Regions from separate parts of the Gossypium arboreum genome. Here region 2 is linked to region 1. The links are chromatin contacts, called in public Hi-C maps. All regions are on one chromosome and are shown on one strand. Each heading gives the region's core, a stretch centred on a gene start, on an enhancer-like site or on the middle of the called end of the contact. The rest is flanking DNA. Distances are from core to core; before and after follow the strand shown. Region 1 holds the start of LOC108483152 (ras-related protein Rab11B). Region 2 holds the start of LOC108480869 (protein SEEDLING PLASTID DEVELOPMENT 1).

Evidence for each region. A called contact is a pair of places that touch in the nucleus more often than the background predicts.
Region 2: a contact with region 1 is called in a Hi-C map of leaf, with 2.2 times the contacts expected there. The contact joins the promoter of LOC108480869 here to the promoter of LOC108483152 in region 1. A contact is called at or near these places in 2 of 5 Hi-C or Micro-C datasets (both in leaf).

What each region holds. Positions count from the first base shown.
Region 1 is chr1:115,298,395-115,305,558 of ASM2569848v2, forward strand. LOC108483152 (ras-related protein Rab11B) reads right to left here and starts at 4,453. Exons shown (of 2, transcript XM_017786381.2): 1 at 4,018-4,453; 2 at 1,962-2,700. The coding sequence starts at 4,238. The coding sequence ends at 2,271. It overlaps LOC108483151 (homogentisate 1,2-dioxygenase), which reads left to right and starts at 4,991. Exons shown (of 9, transcript XM_017786380.2): 1 at 4,991-5,476; 2 at 5,684-5,914; 3 at 6,274-6,353; 4 at 6,623-6,790; 5 at 6,931-7,106. The coding sequence starts at 5,256. LOC108480993 (a long non-coding RNA gene) reads left to right here. Exons shown (of 4, transcript XR_001870735.2): 4 at 1-303.
Region 2 is chr1:115,442,667-115,449,830 of ASM2569848v2, forward strand. It overlaps LOC108480869 (protein SEEDLING PLASTID DEVELOPMENT 1), which reads left to right and starts at 3,671. Exons shown (of 9, transcript XM_017783998.2): 1 at 3,671-4,206; 2 at 4,861-5,075; 3 at 5,712-5,862; 4 at 6,406-6,597. The coding sequence starts at 3,799.

The sequences.
Region 1 (7,164 bases), core at 3,203-5,702:
TGTGAAGTCCTAGTACACTAGTATTTCTTATGTTATGGTTGGAACTGTTCACCGTCTCTATAGGTTTGGTTTTGTATAGCACTTTGGAGAAATTAAATGCCATATGGTGTTATGGTTAAATTGTTCATTGTCTGCTATTTGTGTATTTGATTTATGTAACAGAGTTAGAACAGTTTGTTGAATGTAGTGGGTTTGATTTATTTTTGGTTTTTTGGTCATTTTATAATCATGGAACACCATTGATGTATAATAAGTCACATTGGAATGGTATCCCAAATCATAGAGCAGCAGCGCTTACTCTTGGATTCTTTGGTACATTGTTCATTAGCAGATTGAACATTCACATATTACCCTGTGTAATCAAATCCATTCAAATGAATGTCAATGATGCTAAAATCATTGTAATTCAGAGGAAGTTCATAACAAAGATTAATTTCTTGTCGGCTATTTGTTTGTTCTTCTTAGATTTCTTTTACTCGCAATAATCATTGATCCCAAGGTTGTTTGTATCATTTAGTATAATTTTTTTTTTTTTTTGGTGATAAGAAAACATAACATAAGAATCACATAATGCTAAACAAAAACCTTTCCTGGAGGTAGTTCAAACAATTGTAAAGCGTCCTGAACGTAAAATTTTATGTTTGGATAATCCGCTAGATAATTCGCAAGTTAATGTATGAACATTATGTTTGGATGTAAAAGATAATTCTCGAGCTATTTATTACTTTTAATCTTTTACTTTTTAATTTAAAAGATAATTAAATTATTTATTTTGCTAATGATATTTTAACACATTACATATGCATTGCGTTTTAAAATAATAAAGTAGGTTATATATTATTTTTCTAATATTATATATTATGATTTTTATTAATTCATATTTTAAAAATAATTATATTAAGAATGTTATTAAATTGTATTTAATAATAATTATGTTAAAATATGATTAAATTATTTGTTATTATTATTTTTATTAAATTATATTTAGTAATAATCTTATTAAAATTTAATAACAATAATAATAATCATCTATCAAAAAAATTATGCTAAAGGTAATTTGATCATTTAAGTTATTTTCCTTATGTTATTACAACATTTATTTTATTCAACCAAACACAAAAATATTACTACAATTTTATTTCATTCTATTGAATCAAACAATTAAATTACTGATTACAGCTCTATTTTAATGCATCTCTATTCCATTCACTCTAACCAAACATGCCCTCAAGCTTCTCTCGCTCGAAAACTATCTTCTACACTCTAGTGTAGGGTGTGTTCTTTTTTTGGCCTTTGGTTACCCAAAACTAGAAAAAAATGAGAGGAAAAAATTGGAGAGAGAGAGTGTGTGTGTGTGAGAATCGGGGAAGAAATGTGGGGAGCGATGGATTTGTGTTACGGGATAAAAAGTGTGGCTGGTTAGGGAGAGAATTTAAGTTTCTGTTATGTCTGTTGTGGAAGTAATGGGTAGGAAAGGATTGTTACGGTCAAAACGGTGGGTTTAATCAAATAGCTAAAGGGGTCTTTTTGTTCTTTAGTTATCCGGTGCGCTTTGTTTTAGTCTTCAAACGGTGAGTTTTGGCAGGTGTATTACCAGTTGCTGAAACTGTTAGCTGTTAGTTTCTTTTCATTTCAGCCAAAAAAGGGAGGTGGTTGTACACAAGAAAAACAAATCTGAATTTTGATCAATCTATTGACTTTCTCCTAGATTCTTTTCTGCTCTCTGTCTTCTCTCTTCTTTCCTTCTTTTCTATCAAATTTCTTCGAGGACAAGAAAAGGAGAAAGACAGACGAAAGAAAACAGAAGACAAAGAATGAAAAGAAACGTTAGAAAAAAAAGGGGGAAATAAACAAACGAGACAGAAGGAAAAAAGGGGAAATAAATATAATTTACACATTCATTTCAGATAGCATGCATATTAGTTATTACATTGTTAACAAAATTTTGAAGATTACGGGTCTTGGGGAAAAAATAGATAAATAATAATTAGGTAATTCAAATTTTATCATCCATAACAAATGAAAATTATTTTAAAGTACAAAACTAAACCTTGTCTGATCAAACTATTCTAAAGTGATCAAATACAACATCAGAACTATGAACTGCAACATTGCATGAGGAAATAAGATACCCTAAAAGAACCATGAAAAAGGAAATGATATCAAATCTAGTAAGGATTTTCTTTTCGTTTTTTTTTTTTTGGGGGTTAGGGGCGCTTAATGAGATAAAAATTTTGAGGGGAACTTTGACACTCAAAATCATCTGACAGTTAAGCAGAACAGCAGCCAATTTTCTTGAGGGCTGAAACATCGTCCTTGCCGACATTGATGGTTTGTCCCTTCGGCAATGCTGCGGGATCATCCCCTACTTCGAGTGCTTTTCGACTTACCACATGGTATATTTGAGTTAGTACTTCAGTGAATGCATTCTCTACATTCAGGGACTCGAGGGCAGATGTCTCCATAAAGTAGGTTTTCTCTCTCTCGGCAAAGGCCTTAGCTTCCTCAGTGGAAACGGCACGCAAGTGTCGTAGGTCTGCCTTGTTACCGACAAGCATAATCACGATATTGGAGTCTGTGTGATCCCGTAGTTCCTTCAACCATCTCTCGACATTCTCAAATGTGATGTGTCGAGTGACATCATAGACAAGCAATGCACCGACAGCTCCTCGGTAGTACGCACTTGTAATCGCCCGGTATCTTAATTTGGAAGAATATAACAAGAAAACAAGTCTCAAAAAGCATATAAAATACATCTATTTGTAGCAGAAACCGTATATTAAGCATTCACAATTTAAATGTAGGTAGAAGAACTATTTATATTTCCTTTTCACACCAATAAAACCTTACCTTTGGGCAAGCCTTGTTTAATGCCTCTCAAGCAAAGGCATCGATTTCTTATACTAGGCAATTCAGAATCTTCTATCGAGTTCATATCATCATGATCCCCCTTGACTAAGTCATGGCAATAAAAAAATTTTGATCGAGCAATTAAAATAAAAAGTTGCACAGCAACCGGAAACTCGGGCACCAAACATTATCTATGCATCTATCGTAAATCATCAAAGTATGCAACACAAGCCCCTTTTTAGACTCGTGCATGATACAGAGAGCTAAAGAATAATAGAAAACATGCCCTCTGAAGGCATGTGATGTTTTTCACATAAATCCAAGCTTCAAAGTTTACAGATATTAATTACAACAATGTCCTAAATTTATGGACATCGTAAAGAACTTCAAGACTAGAACAAGGTTAACATATAGAACTGATAACAATCATATCCTTCTAAAATGAATGACGAAAAGTAAAACGATCTATAGATCGGAGATACAGATGATATCCTCTTCAATGAACCTATATTCTAAAGATGTATATTTGATGATTCAACTAGGACTTCTATAAACAGTAGGTTTAATTCCACCTTTTCATCAGTTAAACAAGCTGTAACATTATCACTTGGACCCAAATGTACATGGTTTAAGTAGCTTATGGTATATAAGCTAACCAATCAAGACAATTGGCCTTTCGCATATGCTTAAAATTTACATCAAATACAGCAATCCAAGGAAAATAAAATATCTACTTTTCACTAAATAACCAAAAGCCAAGACCACATGCTTTAACATTAAAAGGAAATTTTCTGAAGGCACCTGGCACCCATATTTTCTTAGCAACCAAGCAATCCAAAACAAAGAAAAAGTAAATCTCATTACTTACTTCACCAAACCAAATACTGTAGTCTAGACGCAGCTTCTTTTCCTCAAATCACTAAAAAGTTACAAAAATTACCCCAAAATCCAAAAAGAAAATACAGAAACAGACAAGCAATAAGATAAGAACTACTTGAACATAATTCTACCACATTTCCTCTGCTACTAAACAGCTCCAAAAATACAAAATCCCAAATACCCATTCTACCAATCCGACCTATCAACTCAAAGAAGACTTCATTTTCATAAAATGATTAAAAAAAAAGATGATAAAATATATAATAAAAAAACTTGAAAAAACCATACCTTTCTTGTCCAGCGGTGTCCCAAATCTGGGCCTTAACGACCTTATCATCGACCCGAATACTTCGGGTAGCAAATTCTACTCCGATTGTGGATTTTGACTCCAGATTAAACTCGTTTTTCGTGAATCTCGACAACAAGTTCGATTTCCCAACCCCCGAATCTCCGATCAATACTAGCTTGAACAAATAGTCGTAGTCATCATCTGCTCTATACGCCGCCATTTCGGATCACCAGGTCGGGTTCTTCTATCGGATCTTGAAAAAGAATAAAGATTTGAATTTATGCGGAAAATTTTATCAAGTGGCAGAGATCGGTGGCATCGATTTTGAAATTGTAATAAGATATTTAAAAAAGAAAAAGAAAAAGTGGGCATAGATTTAGGAGGGGGCGTACATGTCGGATCGGGTCGGGTCAGGAAATTGGATTTGTTGTTGGGCCCCTATTTTTGTAACCCGATTTTAAATTTGTCGATATAGAAGATAAAAAGTTGGAAAAAGATCGCATCTCATATCTTAATTATTTAAAATTCATCTTCAAATTTTAAAAAATTGTATTTGAGTCCTCAAAGTACTAAGCTTGAAATATTTCATAAATTTATGTACTCTTTGAAAATATAAAAGGTAGTCATTGTATTTTATTTTAAAAATTTAATCTCTCTTTTTTCAATTCAAGTTAAACTATTAACAATGTTAATTTTTTTTGTTAAATTTATTGGTGTAACATTTTAAAATAAAAATATTCATTTGATAGTCAAAAATACTAAAATAATAATATTATAATGGGTCTAAATTTAACAAAAAAATTAAAAGTGATAACAGTTAGACTTAAAGTTTAAAAATAGACAAACTAAATACTTGAAAATAAAAAGATAAAGACAAAATTCTAATTTTTAAAAATATAAGGATTTTTGGCATATTTTAACCAATAACTAAACTAATGAAAAGATTGAATCAAAAACATTTTGAAGTCTAGGAAGTAATTGAAAATTTGAAGGATAATTTGAGATGTTAATGGAATTGACCTTTGCCAATTATATGTAATTAATTGACTAACATTCAGTTCTTGAATTATAAGACAAAAAAGGTAGCTTAGGACAGCACGACTCTCCAGCCGATGAAACTGCCACGTCGATCTCTTGATCTCAATCTCTTGCTCTTACATCATTTAGCTCATTGTCTGTCATAGATTTACCCGTACAAAATAAGGGGGGCAAAATTTAAAAAAAAAAACCGAGAAAGATGGAGAAACCGGCGGCGGAAGTTATAAAAGGCGAAGGTTGGGGGCGTTTTCCCGATGATTTGGAATATCATTCAGGATTTGGCAATCATTTTGAATCGGAAGCGATCGCAGGAGCTCTGCCACGTGGCCAAAATAGTCCTCTTATTTGCCCATTTGGACTCTATGCTGAGCAGATCTCCGGCACTTCCTTTACTTCTCCTCGGAAGCTTAATCAACGCAGGTGCTTTTCTTTTTTCAGATTTTTGAATAATTTGTTTAGTAGTGTTAAAATTTGACTAGCAGTGTATATGATAATTCGGTTGAGTTTTTAGTAAATTAAATTTTCTTTTAAATTTTGATTAAAGGAAAATTGTTTAGCGTTCATGTTATTGATTTTGTCTTCTTCTTTCTTTTTCTTTTTTTTTTTTTGAATTTTTTGTGTTAATAGTTGGTTCTATAGAATCAAACCATCGGTTACTCACGAGCCGTTTTGGCCTCGTGAACCGAGTCACAAAAAGCTTGTGAGTGAATTTGATGGGTCCAACACGGTAGCAAACCCGACTCAGCTCCGGTGGAAGCCTGTGGATATTCCCGATTCGCCGACGGATTTTATTGATGGTTTATACACACTATGTGGAGCTGGCAGCTCATTCCTTCGCCATGGATTTGCTATTCACATGTAATTGGTATTTTAGTTGTCATTTCATTTTTTACATGAATGATGAATCTGATTATAACTGCTTAATACACCTGCTATCTAAGAATTATGGGCAGGTTACTGTAGTAACTTTTTTCATTACTGAAACGAATGTAATGTGAGTTGGGTCTGTTTGCAATTTAAATTTTGGCTCGATATGTTCACCAAATTGTTCATGTGCTTGGTTGAGATGAGTTTCACCCCCATTACTATCTTGTGTCTCTTTCATGCATTCAGAAAGAACTTTTGTTGCATTGATCCTTTGCTAGGAGAGTCGGGTTGTGCTCAATTGTTTAGCTTAAAGGTATGCATGGAGGTAATAAAATTTTCCTCACATGTAGGTATACTGCCAACAAATCAATGGACAATTGTGCCTTCTGCAATGCAGATGGTGATTTTTTGGTAGTTCCCCAGCAAGGAAGTAAGTTAAAATCCTTTTATCTTTGAAAGTTAAAATCCTTTTATCTTTGAAAAAAAGTTTATTTTCTGCTTGTTTGGAGTCTTAGATTTCCTTTTGGGGCATGGTTACTCGTATAATTGAGAAAACTTGAGGTCTTTTATCAGGATATGTGTTTTCTTTAAAACTTCTTATTCATTTATGAGCAAAGATTACATGCAGTACTGGTTAACTTAAAACTCTTTTTGTCACAAAGGAATATGCATACTAAAGAACCGTGTTTCTGATTACAGGGCTATGGATCACTACTGAATGCGGAAGATTGCAGGTATCTCCTGGTGAAATTGTTGTCTTACCCCAAGGCTTCCGCTTTGTTGTAGATTTGCCTGATGGCCCATCACGTGGTTATGTTGCTGAAGTTTTTGGTACCCATTTTCAACTTCCTGATCTTGGTCCTATAGGTACCTAATCTCTTTTTCAAATGTGGCCTATGAGTGAATGAAGTATAATATTTTGTTGTCCGTGTACCGTTAACAATAAGCCACTTTATTGATCATGTTGGATAGATATGCCCTTAGCGTATGATTTTCATCTTGTGTAGGTGCTAATGGTCTTGCTGCTTCAAGGGACTTCCTTGCTCCCACAGCCTGGTTTGAGGATTGCCCCCGACCAGGGTTTACTATTATACAAAAGTTTGGAGGAGAACTTTTCAATGCAAGACAAGATTTTTCTCCTTTCAATGTGGTTGCCTGGCATGGTAATTATGTCCCATATAAGGTGGGTGCAATCAACCTTCAAACTAAAATAATTAAAAACTATAAGATTTTGACTATGA
Region 2 (7,164 bases), core at 2,421-4,920, 140 kb after region 1:
TCATTTTCACTACCATTTTCCATTAGGTCAAGGTCCAATCTTTGTAAATGAAAATGGGTATTCATAAAGCCCAACTTTCATGGATTTCAATTATTAGTTGTATGCACATCGGGTGAAAAAAAATATATTAAAGCCTCGTTATAATTTGTCTGGATTTTACATGTTATAGAGAGGCAACTGCTATATGTGTATAAAAATAATTATTATAAATTTATAGTATAATTTATATCGTAAATTTTCATCAAATAAAAAGAGAATTATATTTAAAAAATTAGAATTAAATTGATAAAATTAAAATACGATAACAAATGCATGTATTATTACTTTTATGCATATTTTATTTTATATTTTTCTTATGATTAATTATAAACTTCAAAGTTTAACAAGTTCAATAATTCAATATGATTTATTAAATTAAATTAATTAAATCACAATAAAATACTAAATTTAAGTGATTAATTTATAAGTTTATATGGTGTTCCTAATTCATAATAGAATATTTAATTAAGGAACTTAATAGTTTATTGAATTGATTTCTTTAATTCTATTAATTGAATATTATTTTCAATTAATAAAATATAATTAATATATTTCTTCACGTGAAATTTAACCATTTTATTGAAATGGTATTTTAATTAAAATCATTTTCATTTAATATATCATTATTAATATACTTGCTTATATGAAATAACTATAATTTTACTTAAAAATTTAGACAATATGTTGTTATAGAGAGCTAATTTAACAAAGAACAGATTTCATAACTATGAATGTTGTTATTGTAAGTGAAAAGTTGATATAGAGAGTTGTTATAAGTTCTTTTAGAAACTTGACTATTATAGCGAAATGTTGTTATAAGGGATGGTTGTTATAGAAAGAGGGCTGTCTGTATTTCAAAGAATAAATTACTTAACTATTTTTCAAATAATAAATATAGGTAAACAAATAAAATATGTATAATATAATATTTCTGATTAAGTTATTGTCACGAGTTAATTAAATATCAAAATAACTGACATTGTCTATATTACAAATGCAAAATCTTTGAGTGAAATCTATGAGAGATGCATTTTTAAACATGTATCAAGGAAAGAGAACGGATTGGCACATCTCCTAACTACGGAAAGAATTCGAAGGGGCGAAACAACTTATCTGGTAGAAAGGTGGCTTTATTTGCTGCTAGTGCAGTGGAAAAAGACAGACGGAGGTTAGACCCGCCGGATTTATTGTTGATGGCTGCGATTGCTCCAGAGATAGAGAAGATCTCTGGATTTTGCATTTTCTGAAAGAGACGGTTTGTTTTCCTAATGGGCTCTTGGTTACCTTTGTGTTTTTGATGCCTGTAGCCTGTAGGGACTGGTTGAGCTCATTAATAAATCAACTGGGTTCTCTTTGATTTTATCCACGAGATGCTTTTATTTCCTAGGGAATTGTTAAATTTTTTTTTTTTATCTTCTATTAGTTGTTATTCTTGTGTTTTTTTTGATCCGTTTTAATAAATGAAATCTTGTCTTTTCCTAAAAAAATGTATAAAAAATAACTGTTAACCAGTTATCAAAGTACATGCGAGTGTACTATGCATCACAATAATATGCATGTGTAATTCATATTTCACTAGCATGAATGAACAGTAACATGATTTCCAACTAAGATATTAAACATGAAAGAGTAGGCAAGAGAATTTCTCAAAAATTATGAAAAATTCATCTTTAGATATATACCTTCAAGGTTTTATGCGCTAAATTTTCTTTTAATTAATTTTCTACTCTTTTTCTTAAAAAAAACTACTACAAATAAATTAGATTTTCTATACAAATTTATCCATATCCCTAAATCAAGCCAAATAGAATACTCGCATCGAATTACCGGCACGTTCAAAGTCCGACCATAGAAATTACTCCAAAATTTCCACACCAATGGATCGAGCATGGGTATCCCACATCCATTTTGGAGCAGTCAAACTAGCATTAAGCTACCGTAGTAGTAAAGGACAACCAGTCTTTGCCAGAATAGCTCTCTTAGACTTAAGATACCTAACATATGAACGTGCATGCATAGGTATTGCTGAGACATCCTTCAACTCAGGAATAGTCTACTTGTTCTTTCCCAATAACAACATGGCGCTCAAAGATCCAACATTACTCAAATGCCTCAAAGTCTAGATCCAGATAGCTAGAGTAGAAATGGTAAGCGCAACCAACGAAGCAACACTCCACTACCAAATGGCTTATAGAGTCCAAGATCATGCAATTGACAATGCCATCCCAACAAAGAATGAGATCCCATTCTTGAAGCATGACACGCAAGATAATTACTTGTGTGCATGTCCCTAAAGTGGTCACAAGAGAACAAACGATCTCCTGACTTCCATCAACATGGATGACCAACTACGAGAAGTTCCACGAGAACACAAAATCGGTATAGTTAATAGAAGCCGCACTCACCACAAACGCAGAAAAAACAATGATCATAAAGTTCAGACATGACGAGAAAGATGAAGAAAATGCCACACCCTCAATCTTCACTACACAGTTCATGATGCAACCGACATTCACATCTCAAAATGTGCAGTTCTCGATGTTCCAACCAAGGTATGAATATGAACTTTGTTTGATGAACAACATTATCTACAACTTTAGAGCTGATGGATATCCAGTCCAGTACTTCAAAGATCCTGAAACAGGACACTGTCCATGGGGTATAAACTGTGAATGTGATGGATGCTATGAAGATAGCCTCACTGTAAACTATGAACCCATCAGACCAAAGAAGTCAAAAAGAAAAGCAAAGGCAAGTGTTCTTCTGAAAAGTCATTTTTACAGAAGATACCTTGACGAAGACCCCTTAATTGCACCACTAGGATAAGACGACGACAAATACTAGTACATGGTACAGTACACGCCACCTCCATGGGTAGCAATAAAACAGGAAACACCTCCTCCAATAACCTAGCAACTTAGTTAGGAAAATATTTAAAATAATAAATATTACTATAATTGTATTTTCGTCTTTTCATATAAATTCTTTTTAGTGATAATCTTTTTAGACTTAGGTAAAAAACCCTTAAGAAAATAAAAAAATATCAAAACAATTAAGGCTTCCTTTAGTTCTCCGCTTTAGCATTACTACAAGTGCGTATTTTCTATTAATTTTATAAGTGCGTATTAAAATTCTATTAAAATTAATTTTTATAAATTTTTTATAAATTTAATAAGTTTATATCTACTTTAATATTTTTAAATTTTATTTAAATATTTTTATTTTATATCTTTTATTATTAACCAATGAAAACAAACAAAAAAATATAAAACTCAAGGTAATTAGATAAAATAAAAATAAGAAATAAATGACTTAGAAAATTGTTTAAGAAGTTTTAAGTCGATAAAATACTTAAAACCACCCATAAACCATCCCAAATGCAACTCAATATGCTCTAACTCATATCTTTTTGTACTGGTAACAATATCAATACAAACCAAGCTAAAACTCTATCAACCATAAAAATATTTAAATCAACAGAATATACGGTATAATATTTTTTTGAACATATATACGGTATAATGTAAGTGATAAATGGAATTATACTTTGTAGTTTTCTTCTAATTTATTATTTAATAATAAAATTTTGTGGTTGGTATAATTTTAAAATTTTACTCTGTTTATCATCAAAAACAAAAATAAAATTCCTACAAACAAAACCAGAAATAAAAACAAGTTACAGAAATTTCCTGATTGAAAGCTGAAACACTCTGCTAATTTTTCCCGCCAAAGAAGAAAAACCAAAAGAATTAAAATCAGATGTTTTGTTATTCTCTGTTTCACCATTCACCTCCTTTAATCACCAAATGGAAACCACAGCTTTTGTTCTTTAAACCCAACTTCAAATCCCAGTTTTCCCCTCTTAATTTCTACCCAAACCAAAACTTTCCTCACTTTTTCACCAAAAGTATTTCTGGGTATCCAATAAAATCCCCTGCTTTTTCTTCTTCTTCTTTGGAGGATGAGTTCGACGTGGAATTAGGCCGTCTTTTGTCTTTGTTGCCAGAGGAGATGAGAATGAGAATCAGTGAACATGAAGAGTTAAGAGAGTTGATTGAAGTGGTTATGGATATAGGGAGGAAACCTTTGGCTAGGTTCCCTTCAGGGGATTTTGTATTATCTGATTGTCCAATCACGGTTCAAGATATCGAGCATGCTACTTCTCAGGTGTATCATTTTCCCCCTTTGCCTGTTTGCATATTAAGTGTTTGATTAACTCCTTTGGATAGTATTTAAGGAGTTATCTTTTTTTGTTTTGTTTTTTTTTCCTTATCGAAGTATGCTAATGAGTACGTACAGTGTAATGATTATGAAACAAAAAGGATAGCCATTGAGGGGAGAGAAAATAAAATGATATCCTTTGTTAAATTGGATATGGAAAAGGGGAAAAGAAAAAAAAAGAAAGAAAATCACAACATATGGGTGTTTCTATATGCATTTTTGTTAAATTATCCTGGGGATATTTTGAAATTTTGAATAGGTTGAATGTCATTTGGTTCCGAGGCAAAAGTGAATGCTAAAAAACATGATAATTTTGAATTATAGTGTTGCTGCTGAAGCATTATCGTCTCAGAACGTGGATGCCTGGTGGTTTTCTTTTTCCCCCAATGGATTTCAGTAATACATTATCACTGTCATGAGACTATATGGCTCTCAATGTTCTCAAAGTGGTAGCTGAAATCTGCTTGTTTTATCATAATTTACTTGTATCCTTTAAACAATCTTAGTTGAACTAAGATCTCTTCATTTACTAGAGCTTCCAGTTTACCTTTCTTTGTTTTGTGAAGTCTGTTTGCTCATTACAAGTACCAAAAACTGCAGGTTGGGGACTTTGCCATCGATAATCGAGCAGGCATCAGCCGAACATTACATCGTATTAGTGCAATCAGGAATCGAAAAGGCACAATTATTGGTTTAACTTGTCGTGTTGGTCGTGCAATATCAGGCAGTGCTGATTTATTGAGAGATTTAGTTCAAGATGGGGCTTCTTTACTGCTCATTGGTCCTCCGGGGGTGGGAAAAACAACAATCATTAGGTTAGTTGTTTCTATCTCTGATCTGTTGATTTGTTTGGCATGGTTGCATGACTAGGATTGCTTTCCCCATTCTCATTCTTAATATTTTGCAAAGTTGAGTGCAAGTATTTCAAAATTCAAACACTAAAATTTAACTGGTTACCAAGTTAACGTCTCTTTACTCAATAGAATTCTCTAAATTATTTAAAAGCAAAATGGTCATGTTTGTTTATCCTGCTGAAGTACAATACCAAGAGGAATCAAGGGGAACCGTTCATGTCCTTTAGCATATTTGCTATCAGCGGCTGCTCTTAAGATTTGAGCTTGTTAGCCCAGAATTATTATTAGATTACAAATGGCTTTCAAATTTTTTACTTGTTGAACATGATTAATCTCGGTGTAAGGGAAGGGTTTTAAAATCTTTATAGATGATATATCTTAATACTGAAAAAAGTTTTCTGCTATCAATCAACCAGAACTAGCAAAAGTCAATATGCATTTTCATCTATGCTCCAACCATATCTGATCAGCTGAATATATGCTTTTGTTGTTTGAATAATTCTTCTGTTCCAAAAGCTGCAGTTTTGTCTACTTGTGGAGGAATCTTTCCAATGATATTGCTAGGGTAACCTAAATTTCTAAAAAAAAAAATGGCAGGGATATAGCGAGGATGCTTGCAAATGATTACAAGAAACGTGTGATGATTGTTGACACCTCCAATGAGATAGGTGGGGATGGTGATATACCGCATGCTGGAATTGGTTGTGCACGGAGAATGCAAGTCCCTGACTCTGATATGCAACATAAGGTACAAGCTGGACTCAGTTCTCATTTCTTCTCTGGTTACTTACAGAAAAATATCTGTGTTGATGTTATGGTGTGTGCTAAGATTAAACTTTCGTAGTTGAAAAATTTAAGGGTATTAACTGAGTTCTTTTGCATTCTGAAAATAATCTCTTATAAAGTCGTACTACTTTTCCTACTTTACATCCTCAGTAATTAAAGATCTCTCTTTCTGTGATCATAAACATAATTATATGTAAAAAAAATCAGATCTATCCCTTTTAGAGGGAATGGAAATTTGTGGTCCATACATGTGCCTTCATTAGCACTCTTTTGTTCACCTTGATGCATAAATCTTTTTAAGACTTTGCATTCCTAGCAATTATAGGAGTTCACATGCATAAATCAGATGACCTGGCATTCTTATATATAAAATCAATAATGTCTTTCTACTGCCCCTTTAGAACACTTCAAAATTTCGCCAAGTTTGTCCTGTCCTTTATAACTTCTCTTCCTTAACAGGACCCGCAATTTCTTGTTTAACTTTTTGCAATTTTATATAGTGCAGGTATTGATAGAAGCAGTTGAAAATCATATGCCACAAGTTATCGTGATTGATGAAATTGGGACAAAACTGGAGGTAATGGCCGCATGCACAATTGCACAACGTGGAATTCAGCTAGTTGCCACTGCTCATGGAGTAACCATTGAGAATTTGATTATGAATCCTTCTTTGGAGATCCTTATTGGTGGAATACAGGTGAGCAAGTTGCACTGATACCCGTTCCTATTATTTACTGAACATGTAGGGGTTACTGGCACCTTTATGCCAAAGCCTTTCAGGATCAATAGTAAAGGTCTGAGTGCAGTCTGGGGAGTAATATTTAGAAAGATGAGGCAATATCTTTAGAAAGATCCTAACCTTTCTGTGTCTTTTTCATCTTTAATTAAATGCATGTTTCTTCTGATGAAGAGGGTGGCAGTGCAAAGAATAGCTGTCATATAGAATTCTGTTCTAACAAATTCTTATGTGAAATATTTCCTAGGTAAAGATATGATGTGCTGCCTTTAAGTTAAACTTGTCGGTATAAAATTATAAACAAGCGAAGCTGCTTTTTGTCGGTGATTTCATCATCCATTGAGCTTATGATTTTGTTATTTCCTGCTGTTGTATAGTTAATGAATGTTTGTTACTAACTACATTATTGTAGTCTTGCTCTTTCTCATTTTGTCGATGCAAAGATATTGTTATATTTTCATAATATTTTCTTAAAATAATTGATAGCTCTTTGAAATTCAATCATGACTGAGAATATAATTTTCCCTA